2 separate regions of the Sus scrofa genome follow, and region 1 is linked to region 2. Evidence: chromatin contacts called from public HiChIP or PLAC-seq data. All regions are on one chromosome and are shown on one strand. Each heading gives the region's core, a stretch centred on a gene start, on an enhancer-like site or on the middle of the called end of the contact. The rest is flanking DNA. Distances are from core to core; before and after follow the strand shown.

The links. HiChIP or PLAC-seq counts read pairs in DNA pulled down with a chosen protein or histone mark.
Region 1: a contact with region 2 is called in an H3K27ac HiChIP or PLAC-seq map of alveolar macrophages. The contact joins the promoter of LOC110261337 here to the promoter of LOC102158443 in region 2. A contact is called at or near these places in 1 of 47 Hi-C or Micro-C datasets (heart right ventricle) and 1 of 2 datasets of contacts at active chromatin or transcription factors (alveolar macrophages).

What each region holds. Positions count from the first base shown.
Region 1 is chr6:63,119,551-63,125,904 of Sscrofa11.1, forward strand. It overlaps LOC110261337 (tigger transposable element-derived protein 1-like), which reads left to right and starts at 4,384. Exons shown (of 3, transcript XR_002345404.1): 1 at 4,384-4,467. It overlaps MZF1 (myeloid zinc finger 1), which reads right to left and starts at 4,475. Exons shown (of 6, transcript XM_021097358.1): 1 at 4,398-4,475; 2 at 1,331-1,765; 3 at 711-894; 4 at 69-139. The coding sequence starts at 1,726.
Region 2 is chr6:62,735,486-62,741,623 of Sscrofa11.1, forward strand. LOC102158443 (zinc finger protein 606) reads right to left here and starts at 4,252. Exons shown (of 8, transcript XM_013998898.2): 1 at 3,099-4,252.

The sequences.
Region 1 (6,354 bases), core at 3,134-5,633, 380 kb after region 2:
GTCTGGCCAGGCCCGGGGAGGGACTTACCCAGCCCCCACCCACTGAGGCTCCTGGAGCAGGGGCTCACCTGGGCCTCCTTGGGTAGGAACGTGGAGGTGGCCTCCTGGGGTTTGGGTAGAGTCCCAGAATCCAGAAGCTCTGGAGAGGAAGGGTGAGGTCAGACAGCCCCAGGGCACCCTGGCTGGCTGCCTTCCTCAGTAGTGTGCCGGGTGCTGGGATCCACGTAGGGCGGTGAGACCTTGGCTGAGACTTGGGGCCAGGTGTGGCAGGGTGGCCCTCTAAGGAGCCACGCAGGCATGGCAGTGTGGGGTCAGGTCTGGCACCAGCCTGGGAGGTGCACAGGAGGGGCCGTGCCCCCAGCACTTCGGGGTCCTCCCTCAGCTCTACCCACCCACACTCCAGCCTGCCGTCTGCTCCCCAGGACTAGCCTGTTGTCCCCCAACAGATCTCCTCGGGATTGAACCTTACACACCTCCCACACGTGAACCCCCATCAGCCACCTCTGTGCCGTAGAGCGAGGGAAAGGAACCACCGCTGTGATGAGCTTGGCGTGCAAGGGGTACGGATGGCCACGGGCTGGGCGGGATGTAGGGGCCACCAGTGCGTGGGAGGAGTGCCACTGCGCAGGTGACTGGCCCCTCGGGCCTCAGCCAGGCCCCTCAGGCCCTCCAACCAGACCTTGGGCCCTCCCCACTGTGCCTGCCCTTACCTGGGTCCTCTGTGACCTCAGGCTCCTCCTTCACCCGAAGGCCCAGCAGTGACTCCGGTGTGGCCCTAGGGGGCATCTCAAGCCCAGGGTCTGGAGTTGGAGGCGTGGTCTGAGGGAGGGGCTGGAAGTCGGAGGGCTCCACCTTCTCCGATAGCACCTCCTGGCCTTGCACCTGGACTGTGACCTGGGGAGGTGCCCCCACCATCAGGGCTCGGGGGGCGGGGGGAGTTGGGCCAAGCGTGAGCCTCGGGCTCGTGGGCATCCACCCTGTCTCGGGGCCTCAGCCGTCCTGGCTGCCTAGACTCCAAAGGACCCACGCCCACCAGGGGCTGAGCAAGCAGGGAAGGGTCCACCTGCCATTGCTGTCCTGCTGGCGACACCCAAGGCTGCCCGGTGCTCTCCCTCTGTCCCCATCCTGCATCCCTCCCACATCCATGACTGGGTGATGCAGGGATGGGCCTGTGAGGCTGGCCCTGAAAGACTGTCCACTCTCGGGCAGGGTCTGCGGCAGGTTAGCACTTTAAAGCCACGGGGGACCAGTGTCTGGCTGAGCCTGGCACCCGCAGGATGAGGAAGAGATGGATACTCTTCCAGTCCCGACCCCAGGGCCACTGACTCACCCATCTCCGGGGCCCTCCTGGCTCCCGGCGCAGCCCCTCCACCAGGGCAGCGGCCTCCTCAGGGCTGCCTGGCTGCTGTCTCTGCACGCGGGCCTGGATCTCAGGCGGCAGCACGCCCAGGAACTGCTCCAGCACCAGCAGCTCCAGCATCTGCTCCTTGGAGTGCACCTCGGGCCGTAGCCACTGGCGGCACAGCTCCCGCAGCCGGGCCAGGGCCTCGCAGGGCCCCACTGCCTCCTCGTAGCGGAAGTGCCGGAAGTGCCGTCGTGCAGCCTCTGGGCCGGGATCCCATGGAGCAGCCTCGCCCTCCTCCTCAGAGTCCTCCAGCTTCACCGTGACAGGTCCCTCATCCTCTGGGGGCGCGTGGCCTGGGGAGCCCAGGGCTGCGGGCCTCATCGCAGAGTCCAGGCTGGGGCTCTGAGGCCGGTGTCCACCCTGCAGGAGGAATGGGATGAGGCTGCTGTGACTGTAAGAGAGCAGCCGGGAGTGAGAAAGCTTAGCGATCCTGCTCAGCCACCGGCCAGCCCTGTCCTGAGCTAGTGAGTGACCGTCGGCTCCTCCCTCCCCCTTTCTCTGTATAAAAGGAGCCTGAGTTCTGAGGATGGAAGATGGCTTTTTGAGACACTAGTCTGCCACCTTCTCGGTCTGCTGGCTTTCCGATTAAAGCCTTCATTCCTTGCCTCAACAACTTGTTTCCGAATTTACTGGCCTCTTGTGCAGTCAGCAAAGCGAACTTGGGTTTGGTATCACGATGAGGACAAACAATGGTGGTGGATATGCTTATGGAGAGTCTCCCGCGCGCTGTGCTGTTCCCGTGGTGGCAGGCAGGTGAGGAAACTGAGGCACAGGGAGGCGGTCACGGGCCAAGGACCAGCGGGGCTGCGGAGCCCTCTGTGAGTCCCAGTGTGGCCTCTCTAGCTGGGCCTGGGCAGTCTCTAGCAGCTTCTTGCTCCAAACACAGGCTGCTGCTTAGGCCTAGACAGCACCTCCTCTCTCCCTAAATCCCACCCTTCCACATACACCAGCTAACCCCTGCCCTGCTGCCCTCTCGCTGGCAGGTGGATGACACCTCCAGCACCCACTGCCTGGTTACTACCCCTCCCAAAGTAGTGCCAAAGAGCAGCCTCCCTCCACCTGTCCCAGCCATATCTGTGCAAGGTCACCTGCATGGCCCAGCCCCCAGAAAGCATCCCCCCCATTCATCCCCATTCTCACAACTTACCACAACACTAAATGCCCCATTATCTCCTCAGTTTCCCGATTTAGGCGGGGCTGAGGTAATAGGGGTTTGGGCGTGGGTGGGGGTTGGCTACAAAGGCTTAGAGACCCCTGGACTCATAGCCTGCAAGCAAAGTCGGAGAGTCCTAACCTTGGCATGTCGCTGTCTCTCTGGGAACCTCAGTTTCCCCATCTGCAAAGGGGGACGGTCCCCCAACTTCCCCTCCACTCGCGCTGCTCCTTCTGCAGCAGGAGGTAAAGTGCAAGATTTGTGAAGAAATCTGAGTTTATTGATGGTGTGAATTCGGGTTCGAAGGCCGTCTGATCCTGGGAGTCTATCCTTCACTCCTCAAGATTCCAAGTCAACCGAAACCTCAGGAGAAAGCTGGGCCTTAGCGATCGAGCCGGCCCTTCGGAGCTCGATAAACTACATTTACCAGAAGTCTTGGCTGGCCATGTCTGCTTTAGGAAGCCGGGGCAGGTCCGGGTGCCGCCATGGCAACTGGGGGCGGGGTTTCCAGATTCCGTCGCCGTGGCAACGGCCAGGGATTGGCGAGCTTCGCACAACAGCACTGAGCCGGTCCACAGGGAGCGCCCAGGCCCCTGCTCCGCGCTCCTGGTCCCGCTGGGCCGCCGCCCGGGTCCCTGCCCGCACCTTCCCGATCGAGGGGCGCCCGCCCTCACCTCCGCACTCAGCGGGCCGCTCCGTGCTCCTGAGCATGCGCGCTCCCGACTTCCCCCGCCCCGACGGACTTTGTCTCCCAGAATGCTCCACGCACCAGCCCGGGCGCCGCCTCGCCCTTCCCGCAAGCTCGTCTCAGTTTCCGCCCTCCTCCCGCTGTCCCCCGGGGCAGCGTCGTTCGCCACGATCGGATCACACTCCGGGCCGCGCCTTCCTGCGCTCCCAGCCTCACATCCAAGCGTCAGGGGCCCGTCGACGCGCGCAAGCTTCCCAGGGGGCAACAGGAGGCAGCACCGCCTGCCCAACAGCGCATGCCCTCCACAACGTCTTCCTCCATTCTCTACGCGGCTCCTAGGGATTAGCAGGACCCTGAACCAATCACGGCCCTCGCTTGGATTCCGTCAGCCCCTTTCTCCATGGCAACCCCCTGCAGAGACTGGGCCACCCGTGCCGTCGCCCACAGGACCGCAAGCGAGCCTCTCGCGCTTTCGCCCGGGAGAGGGGCTTAGCCCAGCCGTTTCTGGGAGGCGTGGCGGCCGGCCCTCTGCGCGCGTGCGCGCAACGCGAAGATGCTCTTTTGTGCCAGCGGACCGTAGGCGGCCCGGGCGTCTCCATGGTAACCGCGCGGGTGGTGCCGGCGCTTTCCAGTGCAACCATGGGTACCCGCAGGCGTCTGCAGGAGGATGGGAGAGATGGGAGGAGGTGATGCCGAGCGAGAGAGACTGCGAGGACTGACAGACAGACACTGAGGAGCGGGGGCGGGGCAGGCTGTGACTAGAGACAGTGAAAGTAAGTGAACAGCCCCCGGGACAGAGACACGGGCAGGACAGAAAGAACGAAGATTTCTGCTCTCAGAGTCCTAAACTGTGCGATAAGAAGACAGGGAGGCAGGGCTGGGTAGACTTGTGTCAGGACCGTTAACAAGAGGGAGAGAGATCGGGGCGGGATGGAGAGGAAAGGAGAGACAGGAGAGGGAGAATTCGTTTACGGCGACAAGACGTGCAGATCGAGTTTCAAGGGATAGAGATCAGGAGTACAGAAGCAAGAGGCGAGAAAGGGACAGAAATTAGAGGTACAGTAAAATAGATCGAGAGTTTCAAAGACTCGGGGAAAGGTGACAGCAAGAAGAGAGACGGAGCGGGAGGGACGCTTGTGAAGAAAACTTACACAAAACTTGACAATAAGACAAGAAAGATGTCTGGAAGCCTTCGCACCATCTCTGCCAAGTCTCCTTCAGGTCATCTGATTTCCTAACCAGAGCAACGACTTCTCACTTCACTGCTTTTGATCAGAGTCCAGATACTGTGAAGTTAGATGCTAACTTGTAGAAGGTTGATAGACTGTAGTGCTTTCTGTTCAGTAGAAAAGGGTACCCCAAGTTTTTTGTTTTTATCACACTGTAGGACACTAAGCAGGATACTAAGTGCTGGGCCTCTCCACTGCCTTGTGAAGCGCTACTAATCCCACTTTGCTATTTTCTTTCTTTGCTTTTTAGAGCCGCACCCGCGGCAACATGGAGGTTCCCAGGCTAGGGGTGGAATCAGAGCTTCAGCCGCTGGCCTACACCACAGCTCACGGCAACGCGGGATCTTTAACCCGCTGAGCAAGGCCAGGGATCGAACCCGCATCCTCATGGGTCCTAGTCGGGTTCGTTAACCGCTGAGCCACGAAGGGAGCTCCCACACTTTTATTTCATTATTCCTTCTTTCTTCTTTCACCCCCTCTGCTGTTCCTTCTCTCTCATATTCCCAGAACCACCTGTGTCACCTTGCTAGTTCCCACCGAGGTAGATAAGTCTTTGACGCGTATGTTTTTTGCTCTTTCGAAATTATGTTTTGACAGTCTGAAAGGGCACAGTTCCCCGGAATGAGGAAACAGTGAGACACCGCCGGGAAGGGAGGGAGATTAGGGAGGACGATGGAGAGAGAGAGAGACTGAAAGTAGAACTCGGGGAAAGACAGGAGAGGTCTTAATGGGCGAGAAAGCCAGCCTTGGGCAGAGGTGGCCTCTGGCGCCCCAGCCTGGACCCCGCGCTCGGCCACCTCGTCGCCGAACTACGTTCCCATATCCCGGCGGGCCCGGGGGACCGCGCAGCGCCGGAGCGCCGTCGGGCGGGCCCCAAGCGGCCCCCTCCAATCCCGGCCGTCGCCTGGCAACCTCCGCTTCCGCCGATAAGATGGAGGCTGGGATCGGCGGCCACCGGGAAGCGGTGCCTGGGGCAGGAGATGGGTTGGGGCCGCAGCCCCGCCGGCCTAGTTGAGGCAGCCGGCCCGCGTCGTGGTCCGGAGATGAGGGCGGTCGGCCGCGGGGGACCCGGGGGCTCCGGCCAAGGGGCTTAGGCGCAGGTACTCTCGGTTCCGGTGGGGGGAAGGGAACGGAGACCTCGGGCCGGCCAATCGGAGCCTTCGGCGGCCCCGCGGCCTTCTGGGAAATGTAGTCTCACGCCTCCCCTGGAGGCGGGCTTGGGGACTTTATATAGAGTAGGAGGGAGAGGATGAAGGATCGAGTGAATGTAACTGAAGTTTGTGGGGAGTTCCTGCTGTGGTGCAGCGGGTTGCCGCAGCCACGGCTTGGATTCGATTCCTGGCCCGGGAACTCCATATGCCACGGGTGCGTCCAAGAAAGAAAGAAAAGGAGTTCCCTTCGTGGCTCAGCGGTCAACCTACCCGACTACGATCCATGAGGCTGCGGGTTCGATCCCGGCCTCGCTCAGCGGCTTAAGGACCCGGCGTTGCCGTGACCTGTGGTGTGGGTCGCAGTCGCGGCTCAGATCTGGCGTGGCTGTGGCTGTGATGTAGGCCGGCAGTTGTAGCTCTGTTTTGACCCCTAGCCTGGGAATCTCCATATGCCACAGATGCTGCAGCCCTAAAAAGCAAGCAAGGGAAAAAAAAAAAAAAAAAAAAAGAAAATTGGAAAATTAGAAAATCATGGGTGAGCAAGCGAAGGCATGAATGTGGAGACGGCGGAATGGGAGCCTGAGCGGTTTGGAATTCAGGGCCCCCACTCGGGGCAGGAAGCCTTTTCTAGACCTGCTTAGACTTTAAGCAAGGCGCAGCCTGTTTCCCTGAAGGTACTCCCCGGTACCGTATCCATTCCCCAAATACAGATTTGTGAGGCATTTGTC
Region 2 (6,138 bases), core at 3,002-5,501:
TAATGTAACACGATTTTATATGTTGATTGTACCTCAGTAAAACTAGAAAAAAACTGATTGAAAAAGAGAAACAGATCCAATCATGGTTGGAAATTTATTTATTTTTATTGTTTTTTAAGGGCTGCACCTGCCACAGCATATGTAGGTTCCCAGGCGAGGGGTCAAACTGGACGGGAACGCCCATGGTTGGAAATTTAATACTCTTCTGCCAGTAACTGACAGAATAAGCAAACAAGAAAATGCACAAGAGGCGTTCCTGTTGTGGTTCAATGGTTGATGAACCTGACTAGCATCCATGAAGACGCGGGTTCGATCCCTGGCCTCGCTCAGTGGGTTGAGGATCCAGCGTTGCTGTGAGCTGTGGCGTAGGTCACAGATGTGGCTCGGATCCCGCGTTGCTGTGGCTGTGGTGTAGGCTGGCGTCTATAGCTCTGATTAGACCCCTAGCCTGGGAACCTCCATATGCCACGGGAGCGGCCCTAAAAAAACAAAAAAAAAAAAAAGAAGAAAGAAAGAAAAGAGGAGTTCCCGTCGTGGCACGGTGGTTAACGAATCCGACTAGGAACCATGAGGTTGCGGGTTCGGTCCCTGCCCTTGCTCACTGGGTTAACGACCCGGCGTTGCCGTGAGCTGTGGTGTAGGTTGCAGACGCGGCTCGGATCCTGCGTTGTGTGGCTCTGGCGTAGGCCAGTGGCTACAGCTCCGATTAGACCCCTAGCCTGGGAACCTCCATATGCCACAGGAGCGGCCCAAAGAAATAGCAAAAAGACAAAAAAAAAAAAAAAAAAGAAAGAAAAGAAAAGAAAATGCATAAGAATAAAGTGTGTGCAACACAACCAAGCTATTTAATTTAACTGACATTTATCAAACACTGTGCCCAACAAGAGCAGACTGTACATTCACTAAGATAGACCATTCAATAAACTTAAAAGGACTCAATTCATACAGAATATTTTCTTTGACCACAGTGGAATTAACCTAGCCATCAATAAAAAAAACTCATCATACTAAGAAATACAGTATGTTTTACAAACCAAAGAAGTCAGTTTCACATATGCAAAGACATGAGCAGTAGCAAAAATATAACAGATGAAAATGTGCAGGATGCAGTTAAAACAAAGCTCAAAGGCAAATGTGTAGCTATACGTGCAAGCATTCAAAAGGAAGGGTTACGATGAATGACCTAAGCTTCCATCTCAAGAAGTCAGGAAAAACAAAAGTAAACCGAGCAAAGGAAGGAAATAATAAAGTGGGGAAACCAATGGAATGAAGGAGAAAAAATACAGTCATGACAACATACGCATGCAGAGCATTCGATAAAAACACCCATCATGATAAAGGCTCAGCAAACCAGGAAGAGAGTAGCTTCAATCAGATGTTAGTTTTAGGTATGATTTCTACTGTTCCTTAATTTCATTTTCTAATTATTTGTTGCAAGTCCATCTTCAACCTACACACGGCTTGTGGCAACGCCAGATCCTTAACCCACTGAGCAAGGCCAGGGATGGAACCTGCATCCTTGTGGATACTAGCTGGGTTCTTAAGCCACTAAGCCACAACAGGAACTCCTAAAAGGAACGTTTTTTCCTATGAAATGGTAACAGACAACTGGATAGTTATAAGAAAAAATAAATCCTGGAGTTCCCATTGTGGCGCAGGGGAAACAAGTCTGACTAGTATCCTTGAGGACAGGGGTTCGATCCCTGGCCTTGCTCAGTGGGACAGGGATCCAGGATTGCTCTGAGCTGTGGTGTAGGTCACAGGCTCAGATCCCGCGTGGCTGTGGTGTAGGCTGGCAGCTGTAGCTCTTGTTTGACCCCTAGCCTGGGGACTTCCATATGCGGTTGGTGTGGCTGTACAATGCAAAAAATAAATAAACAAATGAATAAATAAATACACAAATCCCTTGTCTACTACCTCACACTTACATAAAAATTAAATCAAGGTGGAGATTACATTTTCATGTAAAAGCAAAAACTGTACAACTACCAAGAGGAAACAGGAGAATATATTTGGAGTTTTGGCACAGTCAAAGATTTCTCTGAACATTTAAGAAAAAAGGAAAGAAAGGAGTTCCCGTCGTGGCTCAGTGGTTAACGAATCCAACTAGGAACCAGGAGGTTGCGGGTTTGATCCCTGGCCTCGCTCAGTGGGTTAAGGAACCAGCGTCGCCGTGAGCTGTGGTGTAGGCTGCAGATGAGGCTCGATTCCCACATCACTGTGGCTGTGGTGTAGGCTGGCAGCTACAGCTCTGATTAGACCCCTAGCCTGGGAACCTTCACACACCACGGGAGCAGCCCAAGAAAAGGCAAAAAGACAAAAATAAATAAATAAATAAAAGTTTTTTTAAAAAGGAAAGAAAGAAAACACAAAACGCATAACCTAAAAGAAAAAAATAATAAAATCAGACCTTAGTAATCCATGACCCAGAAATTTCACCCCTAATTTTGCAAGAGCAATAAAAACACAGGTCCACTCAAAGCTCTGTATAAGAATGTTCACAGCAGCATCAGTCACAACAGCCCCAAACTAGAGCAAAGCTCAACGTTCATCAACAGAACAGATAAACTGCTGCTCATTCAAAAACTGAAATACTACTCAACAGGGTAATTCCAAAATGAAGATTAAATAAGAGCAGTATCAGGCAAACACAAAGTGGGGGAATTCTGTCACTGCGAAATAAATGACAAAGCGAGCTCTTTAGGCAAGAGGAAAATAAGCCTGGGAAGAATTATGCAAGTGAAGAGGAGTGAAGAGCAGGACAAAGGGTAGATATGAAGGAAATTATAAACAGGCTATAAAGATCCTGTCCCCATCCAACCCGGGCAGCATCTTGGGAGAGGCCTCTGTCCATCACCCATGGCTCTACCGCGGGTTCTAGCTGGGCACCGAGAGCTGGCTTGGGGATCCAGGGCCCTGTCCAAGGGAGCGATCAGGCTGTGAGGCTCCGGTTCACTGATCCCGCGCGCCCGGCCAGGTCACACCCGCTCTGCTGAGACCCCAAGCAGAAGTCGACGCAAGGCACAGCCCCGCCGCGTGACGAGATGCCCAAAGGTCTCCAGCACACGTCTCAGTGCAGCCATGTCCTCGAAGGTTACCTGCCCCCGAGATGTCACCCCTGTGTGCGCGCAAACAAGACCCTTTTCTTTGCAAAGCTCCCAGAAGGTCAGGGAAGGGCCACATGAGGACGCGAGGAAGGACTCTGGTGGACAGAGATGTCCTGAGCGCTCTGGCTTCCGAGAGGTACCTGTGGCTTTCCGGGGGTGCTGCGGGTGTGCCGCAACCATTTGGAGGGGTGCCTCCGTACTACCGAAACCTTTACCCCCTAAGAATCTCATTCACTTCTCGGGAAACGAGGGATCCTCCCCAAGTTCCGAAGGTACAGTCCGCCTTTGGGATTCCTCTTCCTCTTGGTGCCACCAGGTATAAAACGCCGACCACGTTACGAACGGTTGATGACGTTAACATCCGCCAGGGGTTCTCTGGGCTTGGGCGCAATACCGAGTCTCAGACAGAAACACCCGTAAACCTCGAAAGAGCCTAAGAGAGCAGCTGCTACTTCCTGCGGTGCTTTTAGTCTTTCCACGAGAGCCGGGGCTCAGAAAGCGCTCAGGTTTTGGAACACAGGTTACCTGCTTCAACAGAACCGAGGAGACATGAGTCCTCTTTGGGCAAATCTTTCCAGGCGATGAGAAGACCGGAACCGCGCGTCGCTTGAATGGGTGGACGCTCCACGCGGGTCACGCGTTTTCGCGCTGATACCTTCATGCGGCGGACACACTCGCGGACTGCAGACCAGGCGGCGTCCTCTACGTCCCTTCAGCCCTCCTCGGCCACGACGACAGGCGGAGGGTCCCCGGTTGGGGGAGACACGCCCTCCGGCCCTGGGTTCAGACCCCGTGGGTCAGGAGGGAGGGCGCGGCCACGCACCGGGAGCCGGGCTGCCAGGAGCCCCGCGGCCGAGGTCGCGACCAAGTCAGGGCAAGAAGCGAGGGGGCAGCGTCGAGGGCGGCCAGGCGCTCTCACGGGGGAGGAGCCGGGGCCGAGATGCCGGCCGGATCCGCGGCCCTCCGGAGGGGTACTCGGGACCCCAGGCCGCGGCGGCCTTCGGCGGGAACTACCACGGCCGGGAGGCCCCGCGGCGCCACCGCCGGACGTACGCGAGGGCGCCGCAGCCGCCCAGGAGAGGCCCGCGAGGGCGCCGGTGGACGGAGTCCACTTCCCAGTAGCCCCCGCGGCGGGGCGTCCCGGCCCACGCGAGCGCACGCGAGGGACGCCGGTGCGTGGGGTCGCCGCTGCGCTCACCTCCCAGGGGCTGTAGTGCTACGGCCGGACCGCCACCCGAGGGCGCCCGAGAGCCCGATGACATCTTCCAGACGGCACGGCGATAGGCGCGACCCCCAAAATGAGTGTGCGCGGCCGGACCTTGGCTGGAAATGGAGCTTTCCGGCATTCGGTCCAGGTTCCCGGGCCAGGGCTAGACCACACTTAGACCAGTTTCTCCTGCTGTAGGACACGGAAGCGACACTTGGGCGGGCGTCCACCACAGTCTGCGCGGCCCGAAGATGAGCGTTCTGGGTGTTCTAGGGACTCAAATTCACATTAGCCTTGTCCGCCAGGCGGCGTGCGTGAGTACTTAGAGCTTCTGACTACATCTCCCAGGGCGCTCCGCGATGCCAGTGGGTGGCTCCAGTCTGCGGCCCCTAGGCGCGAGGCATTTCGGGAATTGTAGTCCATTGTCTCCAGGCTTCGGGAGGCCGCTGACGACAGCCTGGTCTCCACACAAGCGGTGGACGATGGTGGAACCTCAGGAGAGTTCCCTTGTGGTGCATGAAGGGAGTCCGGTGCTTGGGTGGCCGCCGTGCTGGTTCTTCTGGCAATTATGACCCGGCTACGGGCGGAAGCAGGGGCGGGGGTCCAGAAACCTGACTACATTTCCCAGAAGGACGCGTGCGTGGCCTCCCCACCCACGTGAGTGCCCGCGGAAGCCCCCAGTGGGTCGGGTCACTGCTGTGCTTGGCCTCCTGGGAGCTGTAGTCCTCAATCCTGACCACAGACCTGGGGGTCCGCAGAGCCAGGCCACCTTTCCCCGAAGGACTGCCTATCGCGTAGTCCACACCTGAGAAATTCTTCCCTACCCCCACCCCCAAAAAGATGCTACCTTCAAAAATATACCTTAGTAGGGACAAAATAAATGTCACCTTGTTTGTTTTATAGGAGACATAGATTTACTTATCTGCCTTTTTTGGGCCACACCCGTGGCATATGGAGGTTCCCAGGCTAGGGGTTGAAGGGGAGCTCCAGCTGCCGGCCTACAGCACAGCCACAGCAATGAGGGATCCAAGCCGCATCTGCAACCTGCACCACAGCTCACAGCAACGTCAGATTGTTAATCCACTAAGTGACGCCAGGGATGGAACCTGTGTCCTCACGGATGCTAGTCAGATTCATTTCCGCTGATCCACGACAGGAACTCCTAGATGTGTTTATTCATTTTTTGGCTGGGCCTGAGGCATATGGAAGTTCCCAGGCCAGGGATCGAACCTGTGCAACAGCAGCTACCTGCACCATTGCAGTGACAATGCTGGATCCTTAACCACCAGGCCGCCAGGGAATTCCTGGGTTTTTTTTGTTTTGTTTTGTTTTTTTAATTTATTTATTATTTTTGCTTTTTAGGGCCGCACCTGTGGCATATGGAGGTTGTCAGGCTAGAGGTTAAATCAGAGCTACAGCTGCCGGCCTATGCTACAGCCACAGCAATTTAGGATCCAAGCCACCTCTGCGACCTACATCACAGCTCACGGTGATGCCAGATTTTTAACCCACTGAGTGAGGCCAGGGATCGAACGCACAACTTCATGATTCCTGAGGGCACAGCGATTCATTTCCACTGCATGAGGAGGGGAACTCCCCTGTTATTTTTTAATGGTTAAAATTTTTCCCAACTAGCAGCAGTGACTGTTATTAGCAATGATTGTGGGCTGAGTTAGATTCCCCTCAAAATTCACATGTTGAAGCCCAACCCCCAGTATCTTAGGAAGCATCTATATTTGAAGGTTAATAAATAGGAAATGAGTAATTAAGGTACAAAAATGTCAAAAGGGTGGGCCCTGATCCAATCTGACGGGTGTCCCTATA